Regions from separate parts of the Sus scrofa genome. Here region 2 is linked to region 1. A link is a contact called in public Hi-C data. All regions are on one chromosome and are shown on one strand. The core of a region is the stretch at or near the end of the contact, and the rest is flanking DNA. Distances in the headings are between cores, read along the strand shown.

The links. Hi-C and Micro-C count contacts between places; a contact is called where the count stands out from the background.
Region 2: a contact with region 1 is called in a Hi-C map of liver, with 1.6 times the contacts expected there. The contact joins two enhancer-like sites. A contact is called at or near these places in 1 of 47 Hi-C or Micro-C datasets (liver) and 2 of 2 datasets of contacts at active chromatin or transcription factors (alveolar macrophages and skeletal muscle).

What each region holds. Positions count from the first base shown.
Region 1 is chr6:84,705,468-84,712,300 of Sscrofa11.1, forward strand. LOC102165025 (a long non-coding RNA gene) reads left to right here. Exons shown (of 2, transcript XR_298616.3): 2 at 733-2,329. Among named protein-coding and RNA genes, the nearest start is that of WASF2, 11 kb to the left of the region's middle. Within about 2 kb of position 4,709, at least 15 of the 83 cell types and tissues checked have an H3K27ac peak or open chromatin away from gene starts, as enhancers often do. A contact at or near this core is called in alveolar macrophages and liver, where this site is marked.
Region 2 is chr6:84,840,019-84,846,719 of Sscrofa11.1, forward strand. No RefSeq gene overlaps it. Among named protein-coding and RNA genes, the nearest start is that of FGR, 13 kb to the left of the region's middle. Within about 2 kb of position 5,258, at least 61 of the 83 cell types and tissues checked have an H3K27ac peak or open chromatin away from gene starts, as enhancers often do. A contact at or near this core is called in alveolar macrophages and liver, where this site is marked.

The DNA of each region.
Region 1 (6,833 bases), core at 3,459-5,958:
AATAGACCTTTTTAGGGTTCGAATTCATTCAAGACACACCACAGTCATACCAGCTATGTTCCAGCACTGACCCAGGTGCCAGGGCCGCCAGGGATAATTAAGGGTTCTGCAGACAGAGCAAGACACTGCGGGGACCTTGAGTGCCACCCCCTCGGAGGGGTCTGAGTGGATAGAGGCCTGGAGCATGAGCGTGTATGGCTTTCACAAAAAAGAAAGCCAAGCCCTGGGCTGGACAGTGAAGCAGGGAGCTGGGAGAGGGCACTCATGGAATTTGCAGGGTCCTTGCCGGGGAGATACTGGTAATTCCTAAGACAGAAGCATGAAGGAATGAAAGCGGGAGTAGAGGCAGCGGGTTAGGGGTGAAAACTCCTGATCCTATAACCTCCCTAGAAGGTGGCCAAGTGGGCAGAGGGGCAGAGGCCCGGCCAACCTCTTCAGCCACAGCCCCCCCCATGCTGTCTGAGCCCTGCTGAGCCCTGCAGCTTGTCTCCTCCTGGCTCCAGAAGTCAGACCAAACCCTGAAGGAGAACAGAGGCGGGTGAGGAGGGGGCGGGCGGGAAGCAAGCCCAGGCCTCTCACCCCAGCAGGGCCTTGCTTCCCAGCGGCTGGAGCCAACCCCGCTGAGGAGCCAGAGGTTACAGGGAAGGATTAAGGAGCTGGTTGCTTTTTTACCCAAACTGTGGCTGCATTTCTCTCTCTTTCTCTCTCTCTCTCTTTTTTTTTTTTTTAAAGAAAAATGTTCCTGTACACGCACCCGGAGGCTTTTGCAGGAGGCGGCTGTTGGAGAACCGGGAAAACAAGCCAAGAAACAAGAGAGAGGAAAAAGACCACGCCTCGCTTGGCAGATTCCTAATGGCCCAGGAGACCTGAGGCTTTACAGTGGGAGGCCGGTGGGGGCTGGCTTGGGTGGGAGGGAAGGGCAGGCCGAAGGACAGCCACTTGCTGGCCAGTGACCTTGGGTGGGATGCTGCCTGCTTCCCTCTGATGAGAATGGGGAGACGGGGCGGGGGGGGGGGGGTGCAGGGCTGGCCTTCTGAGGTCACAGGAAGGCCCCTTCCAGCCTGAAACGCGATCTCGGGATGTGGGGCCTGCCAACCTGCAGCGACCCTGGGCCAGCAGAGATGAAAGGCTGCCTGTCCCCAGCTTCCGGACCCCCGAGGCCCCTGTGCCTCCGACTTGAAGGGCAGCAAAGCTGCTGCAGCTGGCTGAAGCCAGTGGCTGGGTGCCCCTCCCCCCCTTCCCTGAACCTGATGTCATCCAACCCTCCCTTCCCTGTTTTTCGGAGGACGCTCCAGCCCAGAGAGGTCTGGTGACCTGCCCGAGGTCACACAGCAAGTTGGAGGCTGAGCCAGGACTCACCACAAAGTCTTTGGACTCTAAATCCAGACCTCATTCCCTTTCCCAGAAACTTGGCTGCCTGGGGGCTTACCCTGGGGAGTTGGAGAGACCCAGGGTTAAGGAGGACAGTTGGGAGCTGTGTCTGTTTGAAGTCACGACTTAATGTTGATTAAAGTGCTTTTTTTTTTTTTTTTTTTTTGCTTTTTTAAAAAAAAAAACAAAAAGAACGTTCCCAGCCCCTGCCATGAGCCTGGACTTGCTCTGCTGGCAGGGGAAGGAATGCAGCTCTGGCCGCCACAGCTGCTGGTGGCCAGCTGCGGCCTCAGCTCCTGCTGCTCCCACCCCAGCAGGCAAGGGGACAAAGGCCTCCTCTCAGCCTGTCCCCTCCAGCCCCCTGGATCAGTGGGGGCAGAGCAACAACCACGAGGCTCTGTACTGACCAGCTAAGTCACTGTTTCTCTCTGGGCCTTAGCGCCCTTTCAGGAAAATGGGGGCAGAGTATCTGCCTGATCTCTTTTTCAGCACTGTTTGGAGGTTCCAAAGAGGTAAAATTACAGAAATACAGGAGTTCCCCTTGCGGCTCAGCGGTAACAAACCATGAGGAGGCAGGTTCAATCCCTGGCCCTGCTCAGTGGGTTAAGGATCTGGTGTTGCTGTGGCCGTGGTGTAGGCCAGAAGTTGTAGCTCTGATTTGAGCCCTAGCCTGGGAACTTCCATATGCCTTGGGTGCAGCCCTAAAAAAACAAAAAAATTACAGAAATACAAACCTTTCAGCACCTCCTTCTGCCTGAGGGTCGACCTACTCAGAGACCCCTCCACCTTAAATGGCCCTCTCCCCCCTCCTGCTTCACCTGGCCAGCCTCAGCTCACTCAGCTCAGCTCAGCAGGACCATCCCTTGCTCTGGGGAGCCCCCCCTCACTTTCAACTTCCAGACTGTGCTGCTCCTTCAAAGTGTTTATCACTGTTGTAATTAAATAATTAATTGTGTAATTGGTTCTGTCTCCCCACTAGAATGTGAACTCTGCAATAATAATAGCTGACCTAAAATGCTTACCCAGTGCCAGAGACTTTCCATAGATAAACCGTTGAATCTCTGTGGCAGGTACTGTTCATTTTCCCATTTTACAGATGAGGAAACTGAGACAGCGAGAGATTCGGTAACTCACCTGAAGTCACGCCAAGTTGGAGGCTGAGCCAGGACTCAGCATAAAGAAGTCGCTGAACCAGGATTCAGATCCAGACCCCAAGCTGGAATCATTACCTCACTGATAAGACAGGTTCTGCTTGTTCCTTGTCCATCCCAGCTTCCAGAACATCTGGCCTACAATAAGTGCTCGTAAATATTGGGTGAATGAGGGCACAAACAGGTGATGGATACACTGAGTATCTGCAGAAGACCAAAGCACCATCCCGGAGTGCGTTTCGCAGGTGCCATGTGTGGAGCTGAGCCATGGTGAGGGGAGGGGGAGCGCAATACAGTGTTAAAGATGGATTCTTGGGCTTCTTTCTGGAACATACAAGCCAAAGCCTGGGACATCATCTTTGATTCCTCCCTCCACTTCATCTGCCAGAGCCATTCAGTCCCCAGGCTCTGCTTCACGTCTCCCAGCGCTCCCTCCTTTCTCCATCCTTCAACCCCCATCTTTTTCTTGGATTTTCGTGCAGGTTTCTCTGTCTCTAATTTCTCCTCCTTTAAAGTGAGCCTCTAAAAACAGAAAGCTAATTGTGGGTGCCATCCCTCTTTACCCCTTCCCTCACTAATGAACCTTCCATGGCTCCCCATTGCTCTTTGGATAAAGCCCAAACTCTTCACCAAGTTTTCTACTACTGGACCCCTGCCTCCACCCCTCCAATCTCACCTCCTACTTCTCTCTTCCACATGTCCTTTGCCTAAGCCACTCCATGAGTAGATGTTAAGATCATGCAAGCAGACAGTCCCGGGTTCAAGTCTGAATTTTGCCACTTACCAGATGTGGAAGTTTGTAGATAAATCAATTTCCTTCTCTAAGCCTCAGTTACCACATCTGGGAAAATGGGCATCATTGTCATACTTCTTCTTAGAATCATTGTAGGGATTAAATGAATCCATACGGTGCTGAGCACAGCACCTGACGCTCCCAAGTTCCTGTAATTCTTATACTGTCCTTTGCTACAAAGAGCATTTCTTACTGTCAGTCTTACTACTCCTTATGACCCAGCTCATATGTCACCTCTTGGAGGAAATTTTTCTTGATGTTCACACTCTGTTCCCCAAGTGAAATCAGTCTCACTTTCCAGACTCACTTGCACTTTGCACCTCTATACAGCACTTGTAATGGTGTCCTTGCGCTCTTTCCCCCATTACCCCGAGAATTCCCAGGGAGAGCCGGAACAATACCTTCTTAACTGTAACCCAGTGCCTGGCATGCAGCAGGTGCTCAAAAATGTTGGTAGAAGTGGGAGTTCCTGTTGTGGCTCAGTGGTAACAAACCCGACTAGTATCCATGAGGGTTTGGGTTCAAACCTTGTCCTCGTGCAGTGGGTTAAGGATCCAGCATTGCCCTGAGCTGTGGTGTGGGTCACAGATGCATCTTGGATCCTGCGTTGCTGTGGCTGTGGTATAGGCTTGCAGCTACAGCCCCGATTCGACCCCTAGCCTGGGAGCCTCCATATGCCATGTATGCCATGAGTTAGGCCCTTAAAAAAAAAAAAAAAAAAAAAAAGTTGGTAGAAGTGAATAGAGGCGCCACTTTCACTGCCTTTCTTGAGCCCCTTGCAGGAAGGAGGCCTGAGTGATGCTGGGACCTAGTTGCCCCAGTCCCATTCCAGCTCTGGCGCAGGGTATGTTGGTACGTGTGTGTTGGGAGGGGCAGTGGGTGGAAGAAACTCCTGACTTCTGGGCTCTTTCTTCCCAGCTGGGACTCATCCTGGAGGGAGAGAGAAGGTGAGAGGAGGTCCAGGTGCTGAGCAGGGGTGAGGTGGGGCTGTAACAGCAGCTGGGGCGTGGGTGGGTAGGAGCTGGCAGACTCCAGCTCCTCCAAGACCAGGGCTGAGGCTGGCAGGACAGGACCTCACAGCCCAAGTCCCCGCCTGCCATGCCCCACCTCATCCTGGCACCTGGATTAAGTGACTTTTCAGGTTATAAAACTACATCTTGATTTGCAAGGAAGCAGAATCCAAGCCTGGCCTTGTCTGGTTGCTGAACAGGGAGAAAGGGGAGTGTTTCCTTCTCTTCTCCTTTCTGCGTAGGCAACCCCTTGCAATCCTGGGCACATCCAAGAAGGTAATACTCTTTGCAAACCCAGGCTAAGGTCACATTATCCCCGATTGTTGCTTCAATTGCTGCTCCTGCCACTCCCCTTATGTGACACCCTTTGCTCCCTGCCTAGTGCCCTCAGGATAAAGTCCCAACTCCTAACCCAACCCTTAAAGCCCTGGGCCATCTGGCCCCTGCCTCCTCTGGACTTTCACTTCCCTCTCTCACTGCTTCCTCAACTTCTGGCCTTTTCTCGGCTCTTCCAGAACAAGACTGTCTCTTCCTCCCTCTGGGCCTTCACACATACTGTTTGCTCTGTCTTGAATGCTTTTTTCTCATCCCCTGATAATTTTGTTTTATGTAGAGTGCTTTTGATGCCCAAGAATTTTTCACCTATCCCAAGATCATGAACATAATCCCATATGTTTTCTTCTAGAAGTTTATAGTGTTAGCTTTCACAGTTTAGGTCCATGATTCATCTTGGATTAATTTTTGTGCATTGTCAGGGAGGGGTTGAGACTCATTCTCTCTCAAATTCCTACCTATTCTTGACAGTTCAGCTTATCCCTCACCTCCTTGGAGAAGCCCTCCTTGATTGTTCCCAGACTGGATCAGTTCTTCCCACCCCACAGCCCATAGCACCCTCTACTTTATTGTAGAACTTGTCACAATTGTCATTAAACAATGATTTGTAGGAGTTCCTGTCGTGGCTCAGTGGTTAACAAGTGCGACTAGGAACCATGAGATTGCGGGTTCAATCCCTGGCCTCAATCAGTGGGTTAAGGATCTGGCATTGCCATGAGTTGTAGTGTAGATCGCAGACGTGGGTCAGATCCCACGTTGCCGTGGCTGTGGTGTAGGCTGGCATCTGTAGCTCCGATTAGACCCCTAGCCTGGAAACCTCCACATGCCTCGGGTGCGGCCCTAGAAAAGACAAAAAGACAAAAAAAAACCACAATGATTTGTGTAATTTGTTGTTTAACACCTCATCTTGTACATTGCAGCTCTCTAAGCTCAAAGCTTGTGACCGTCTCTTAAGAAACTTTGTACTAAGATATACATTAAAGGGGTTCCATTGTGGCTCAATGTAATCTTCCTAAGGATGTGTTTTCAATCTCTGGCCTGGTTCCACTGGTCAAGGATCCACTGTTGCTGCATCCTGTGGTGTAGATCACAGATGTGGCTCAGATCCAGTGTTGCTATGACTGTGGTGTAGGCCTGCAGCTACAGCTCAGATTTAACTCCTAGCTTGGGAACTTCCATATGCTGAAGGTGCTGCCATAAAAAGAAAAAAAAAGTATATATATATATATATATATATATATATATATATATATTCAATATGCTGTGGGTGCAGCCATTAAAAATTAAAAAAATAAAATATACATTCAGAAAACTGAACATATCAAAATATACAACTTGTGGGAGTTCCCTTGTGGCACAGCAGGTTAAGGGTTCAGTGTTGTCAATGCAATGGCTCAGGTCACTGCTATGGTGGGGATTTGATCCCTGGCCCAGGAATTTCCATGTGCCACGGGCATGGCCAAAAAAAAAAAAAAAAAAAAAAATTCAGGAGTTCCCACTGTGGTGCAGTGGGTTAAGAATTCAACCTTGGCAGCTTGGGTTGCTGTGGAGGCACAGGTTTAATCCACAGCCCAGTGCAATAGGTTAAAGAATCTGGCATTGCCACAGTTGCAGTGTAGGTCACAGCTGTAGCTCAGATTCAGGCTCTGGCCCAGGAACTTCCATATGCTGCAAGGTGAGGCCATTAAGATAGATAGATAGATAAATAGATAGATAGATAGATAGATAGATAGACAGACAGACAGACACACACACACACACACACATATACACAACTTGATGAATTTTCCCAAACTGAACACTCCTGTAACTGGTACCCAGATCAAGATGTAGACCATTATAGGAGTTCCTGCTGTGGTGCAATGGACTGGTGGTGTCTCTGGAGCGATGGAACGCAGGTTTGATCCCTGGCCTGGCACAGTGGATTAAGGCTCTGGCGTTGCTGCAACTGTGGCTCAGATATGATCTCTGGCCTAGAAACTCCATGTATTGTGGGACAGCCGGAAAAAAAAAAATGGAGTTTCTGTTGTGGCGCAGCAGAATCGAATCCGACTGGTGTCCATGAGGATGTGGGTTTGACCCCTGGCTTAGCTCAGTGGGTCTGGGATCCAGAATTGCCATGACCTGTGGTATAGGTCACAGATGCGACCTCCATCCTGAGTTGCTGTGGCTGTG
Region 2 (6,701 bases), core at 4,008-6,507, 140 kb after region 1:
TGACTCGGGCCCCCAGGGTGTCATTCTTGTTTGTTCCACCATGCATAGCTTTTGCTGCCTACCAGGCTGTCACCTTGACAAGGACCAGCTGTCAAGGATGTGCCAACCTCTCCAGCTGCTGTCCACACAACATGCTTACCTTCCAACAGGTAATGGCCCCAGCAGCTCACTGGACATAGGTCAGAATGCCAGACACCCTCCCTGCCTGAGCACCAACCCTTCTACCTCCTGTGTGTACAGCCCAGCCACATACACTGTGCAGTGAGGTGGCACAATGCTGTGGTTTCTGTGTCAGGCTGGGGCCAGCATCTCCCCTCTCTGATTGGGCTGTGTCTCCATCAGACTGGAGATGATCCCCTAAACCCCAGCAGACTGAGGCTCCCTGGGAATGGAGAGAGCCTGGGTGTAGGGGTGCTCTCCACAACCCCTCCCCCCCAGCTCTTCTCAGTACGGGAGGAGGGAACACAAACATTGTTTCAAGGACAGCTAGGTCCGCCTGGCCAGGCATCTGCCCACAGGCCTGGAATCTCTACCAGAGGCAGGAGAGAAGGAAGGGAGACAGGAACACCCTCTATTGAGCACCTACTGTGTACCAGGCCCTGATCTAGACATCACCTGTGTTATCCCCCTGTGAAGCACAGTTATTCTTCCCGTTAATAGAGATAGAGACCAGAGAGCTCCAGAGACTTGCCCAAGGTCACACAGCCAGTGAATGAATGAAAAGGCTGGGGTTTGGCTTAGGGTCTCCTTGAACTGCTTAACACCGTTTTCTCTCCATAACCCTGACATTGGCCACTAGACAAATCCTGACTCCTCCACTTACTGTCTGGGTGACCTTGAAAAAGCTGCTTAAACTCCTTAAGCCTCAGTCTTCTCATCTGTAAATTGGGTATATTAATAAATCTGTTATGTGATGAACTGAGATGAGGCATAGGAGAGGTTCTTGTTGTATTACCTGCACAGGAAATGTTAGTAATGTATTTGAAACATATGGAGAGACATAGCCTTGCCCTTAGTTTGAAGGAAGAGACAGAGCTCTGCCCTTGGGATCCTCCAGTCTGAAGGAGAGACTAAACAAAACAGCAGAAATCCCCCCACTTATAACTTCACCCAGGCCAGAAGAAGGGAGAGGGCATGAAGGAATGGACCACTAACTAGAGAATGGGACAGGTTAATTCTTTTATTTTTATTTTTTGACTGCACCTGTGGCATATGGAAATTCCCAAGTCAGGGATAGAGCCTGAGTCACATCTGTAACCAGAGCCATAGCAGTGTCAATGTTGGATCCTTAACCTGCTGGGCCACAAGGCAATTGCTCCCTTATTCTCTTCATAGTTGCTCAGTATCCCATTCTATGGATGGACTGTACTCTACCTAACTTAACACTTACTAAAGGACAGTTGAGTTGTTTCCGGTCTTCTGCTATTGCAAACAGAGCTGCAGAGAATAGCTGGATACATATATCTTTTCTCACTTATGCAACTATAACTGAAGGATAAATTCCCAGAAGTAGAATATCTGGACATATTTGTAATTTTGAAAGATTTTTCCAAAATGTCCTTCTGGGGACCTGTACCAATTTGTATTTGCACGCATAAGAGGGTGGTTTCCTCACAGAAATACCCACAGAGTACATTATTAAACTTTTAGATTTTTTTTGCCTGCGTGGTTTTCCTGACTTTCATTTCTTTTGAAAAAGTTTGATCTTCTTTCCAAATGTTTAAAAGCCATTTGCGGGAGTTCCCTTTGTGGCTCAGTGATTAATGAACCTGACTAGGATCCATGAGGATGTGTGTTCAATCCCTGGCCTCAATCAGTGGGTTAAGGATCTGGTGTTGCCATGAACTATGGTGTAGGTTACAGACACGGCTCAGATCCTGTGTTGCTGTGGCTGTGGTGTAGGCTGGTGGCTGTAACTCCGATTTGACCCCCAGCCTGGGAACTTCCATATGCCGAGGGTGCAGCCCTAGAAAGCTAAATAAATAAATAAATAAAAGCCATTTGTGGAATTCCCCGGTGGCTCAGCGCGCATCCAGCACTGTCACTGTGGTGGCTACAGTTACTGCCGTGGTAGGGATTCAATCCCTGACCCAGGACTTCTGCATGCTGAGCATGCAGCCAAAAGAAGGGCCATTTGTATTTACTTTTCTGGGAACAGTCAATTCATACCTTATACCTGTTTATACTAGATTTTTGGTCCTTTTAATGGATTTAATGGATTTCCAGGAATTTTTTATAGACAGATGACCCTTTGTCTGTGATTTGAGTTGTAAATATCTTCCTCTAGTGTATTATTCATCTCTCTAGTTTATCATTCATCTTACAAATTGACTTATATGATTTTTCCATGCAAATTTTTAAAATTTTAATACAGGTAACTTTAATCAATATTTTCTAATGGCTTTTTTATTTTTGAGTATAGATAGTCTTTTTCCACTATGAGATTATAGTTTCTCCCATGTTTTCCTTTATTGCTTTTATTTATTTATTTTTTTAGCATTTAAATCTTTGATCCCTTTGGAGCTTAATGCTTTATGTGAGGAAGAGATCTCATTTTCCCCCCAGTGAAACAATTAGCTACCTAGTTGTCCTAGCACTACTTACTGGAGTCCATTCTTTTCTTTGAGACCACCTTTATCAAATACTAAATTCTCCTGTCTATTTCTGAACATCCTAGCCCAGCCCATTCCTTTGTCTCTTCCTGCACCAAATTAATTGTTTTCTTTTTTTTCTTTTTTCTTTTTAGGGCTGCACCTGTGGAGCCTATGGAGGTTCCCAGGATAGGGGCTGAATCGGAGCTGTCTGTAGCTGCCGGCCTGTGACATAGCCACAGCAACGCCAGATCCGAGCCTCGTCTGAGATCTACACCAGAGCTCATGGCAACACTGGACCCTTAACCCACCGAGCGAGGCTAGGGATCGAACCCGCAACCTCATGGTTTCTAGTCGGATTCATTTCTGCTGCGGCATGACAGGAACTCCTCTTTTTTCTTTTTAGGGCCACACCCCTGGTATATGGAAGTTCCCCGGGCTAGGAACTGAAACAGAGCTGTAGCTGCCAGCCTACACCACAGCCACAGCAATGTGGGATCCGAGCTGCATCTACAACCTAAGTCCAACTCATGGCAACACCGGATCCTTAGCCCACTGACTGAGGCCAGGGATCAAACCCACATCCTCATGGATACTTGTCAGTTTCTTAACCCACTGAGCCACAATGGGAACTCCCCAAATCAAGTTGGTTTAATTATTGAGGCTTTGGAATTCCCACTGTGGCTCAGCGGAAACAAATCTGACTAGTATCCATGAGGTCACAGGTTCGATCCCTGGCCTTGCTCAGTGGGTTGAGGATCTGGTGTTGCTGTGGCTGTGGTGTAGGCTGGCAGTTTTAGCTCTGACTTGACCCCTAGCCTGGGATCCTCCATATGCCACGGGTATGGCCCTAAAAAGACAAAAAAAAAAAAATTATTGAGGCTTTAAATATTATTATCTATGGTAGTATGGTTAGTGATGCCTTTTCTTTTTTCATAGTTTCCTGGCATTCTTTTCTCTCCTACCCCATTTTTCCCCTGAGAGGTGGGGAATTGTAGATTTCATGGGACTTATACTTCTGTAGGGGAACACACAGTAAGCAAATAATTACATGTCAATTGGTAGTGCAGATAAAAGGACAGAAGGGAAATAGAAAGTAGTATTTAGATGGGCAGCAAGGGAAGGCCCTTGGATGAGGTGGAGACACCTGAGTGAGGGGAGAGAGGCCACCTGGATATCTAAGGAAGCATTCCTAGCAGCACCAAGGGCAAATGCAAAGCTTGGAAGCAGGAGCATGCTTGGCATGTTGAAAAACAGCAAGGCAGCCACTGCAGCCAGAATGGAGCTCTCAGAGGGGAGAGTGGGAGGCGATGAGGTAGATCATGCAGGCCTTGCAGGTCACAGCAAGGACGCTGGCTTTTCCTCTGGGATGGGGAGTCGTGGGAGGGGACTGAGCATAAGAGTGACATGTTCTGACCTCCCTTTTATCAGGATGGCTCAAGCTGCAGTGTGGAGAGCAGACTGCACTGGGGAGGGCAGAACCAGGGAGGGCAGCAGGATTGGGGATGGGTGAATGAATTATAACTTGGTTTCCTTGTCAATTTCCTCCTTTGCAAGGACCTCCCGGCTTATTCAGTAACATATGCACAGGGTAGGCATGGATAAACATTTGTGGGAGGAAGAAGGGAGGGGAGGACAATAGAAGGAGGCAGGAGAGGCAGGGTCCCTTGGGGAATGGCTCTGCAAAGGCCACAGATAGTAGAGACAGCCGGCTCCTCAGCAGAGATGGAGACCAAAGGGGCTGAAGCTGGGTAAGCTGTGCCCCCTCCAACCTGGTGCCTGCCCAACCCAGGACGTGATCCCCATCAAGGACCAGGCTATGTGCAGGTTTTGCTGAAGTTCTGACATCACAGGGACCCTGGAGAGGGGGCTCCGTTCCTCAAGGTGAGAGGGTTCAAGGGTGAGGAGGCCTGAGAGGGAGAGAAGAGCAGCTTTCCTGAATTCCAGCACACCGGGGCCCTGCAGAAGGATATTATGCCCCCTTTACAGATGATAAATTGAGGTTCTGAGAAAGGAAGCCTCTCAAGGTCATACAGCAAATAAGTGGCCCAGCCCAGTTTCAGGGGCTTGGTGGCTACCAGAATGCTCCTTGGCCACTGCCTAATTTTGGTCTAGGGTCCTCCCTAGTTTGGGGGAGTGAGCAAGCACAGAAGAAAGAGGTGACTCCCAGCATACAACCAGCCCTTAGCTGCTGCCCAGGCACAGCTGCTGAGGCCCCAGTGGGGTGGCATCCAGCTGTGTGGAACAGGAGCCGTGGGACCTTCAGGACCTCAAGATGCTTCAGGCAAAAGGGGCCTGGTAGCAGGACAGGTAGACAAGAGGGGTACAAGAAAGACGTTGGGCTTTGAAGTTTGGCCTGGGGGCCACTATCTCACTGTGTGACCTTGGGTAAATAGCATTCATCCAGGAACCCCAGTTTGTGCATCTGTAAAATGGGAATAGCATCTCCTGTTTTACAGGGCTGGCATGGGGTCTGAATGAGGCAATAGGAGTCCAGGGCTACTCCTCGCCCCATAGCTCTTTGGAGGTCTGAGTTTGGGGTGGGGGGAAAAGGTGAAGCGTGTCCAGAAGAGTGAGAAGGAGTGTGGGGCTGTGTTTCTAGGACTTTCCTCGCCGAGGTCAGAGGCCCGAAATAGCCGCGCCTATGTGAGCACGTCAAGGTTTGGTTACCGGTTCTCGACCCAGCCCGCTGCGGAAAGCGGTACAGCCGCAGCGCAGGCCCCTTCCACTGTCCTATCTTCCAGCAGAACAGCGAGAGCGAGGCCAAACGCTCAGCGCTAAGTGAACATGTCCCCCGGGGACCCCGACAAGCTGAAGCTGGTACGACTGCGGACCACCTTGACGCGGTCCACGAGGACGCCTTGTCAGGTTCACGAGCCTCGCTCCCACGGCTTCTACTCCGACGGCAGCGGCAGAGAGTGGGGCCGCTGTCCGGCGCCCGCCAATCAGGAAGCAGAGGCTGATCCAGGGCACACCTACTTTGGTGACGTCACGCATCCGGCCCCGGAAACCCCGCCCAGTGGCCCGGCCTGGGAAAGGCCTTTGAGGGCCAGTGGGTGGGGCCTTTCGAAGGGTGAAAATAACTCCCGGGTGAATAGAGCACTTTATAACTGGCCTGAGAAGCACAGCCAGGTGAATAGTTTTCTAAATTTTATTTTATTTTTTGTCTTTTTAGGGTCGCACCCGCGGCATATGGAGGTTCCCAGGCTAGGGGTCTAATTGGAGATGTTGCTACCGGCCTGCGCCAGAGCCACAGCAACACCAGATCCCAGCCGTGTCTGCGACTTACACCACAGATCATGGCAAGGCCGGATCCTTAACCCACTGAGCGAGGTCAGGGATCGATCTCGCAACCCCATGGTCCCTAGTTGGATTCATTTCCGCTGCGCCAAGACGGGAACTCCATAGTTTTCTAAATTTTAAAATATAGTCATTCACTCATTCAGGTCATCCACCCATTTGTCTGTCCACCCAGCTGTCCATCTGTCTGTCTCTCCACTCAACCAAAGCTATTGGGCACTTGCTGTGTGCCAGGTGCTGCGCTGGGTGCTGGAGATAAATAACGATGAGCCCCGTGCTTGTGCTGGGAGTCTAGTGAGCAGGTCTGACAGTAACAAATGCTTACACCAATCATGCTTTTATTACAACCGTGATCAATTCTAGGAACATAAGGTACAGGCTGCTGGAATAACGGAGTGTTTAATTTAGAGTGGGGGCTCGGGTCTCTGGAGAAGTTACATTCCAGCTGACTCCTGAAGCAACAAAAGTGTTCCAGGCAAAGGAAAGAGCTTGTGGAAAGCCGTTGAGCTTGGCAGGCACTTGGAGGGTTCTGGGAAGGGAAAAGAGGCCAGCATGGCTGGAACAGAGTTGGGGGAGGGGATTATTAAATACCTCAAAGGCCAGAGTAAGGAAGTAGAATTTTATTCTAAGTGATGGACAGCCACTGGGTGGTTTGAGCCTGTGGGGTGGGAAGTGTCACTTGATCTACTTTTTTTCATATCTTCCTGGCTGTATGTGGAGAATAGACAAGAGTGAACACTGGGGGGATGTGCCTGGGCTGTGGGATGGAAATCCTGTGAAATCAGATTGTTATGATCATTATACAACTAC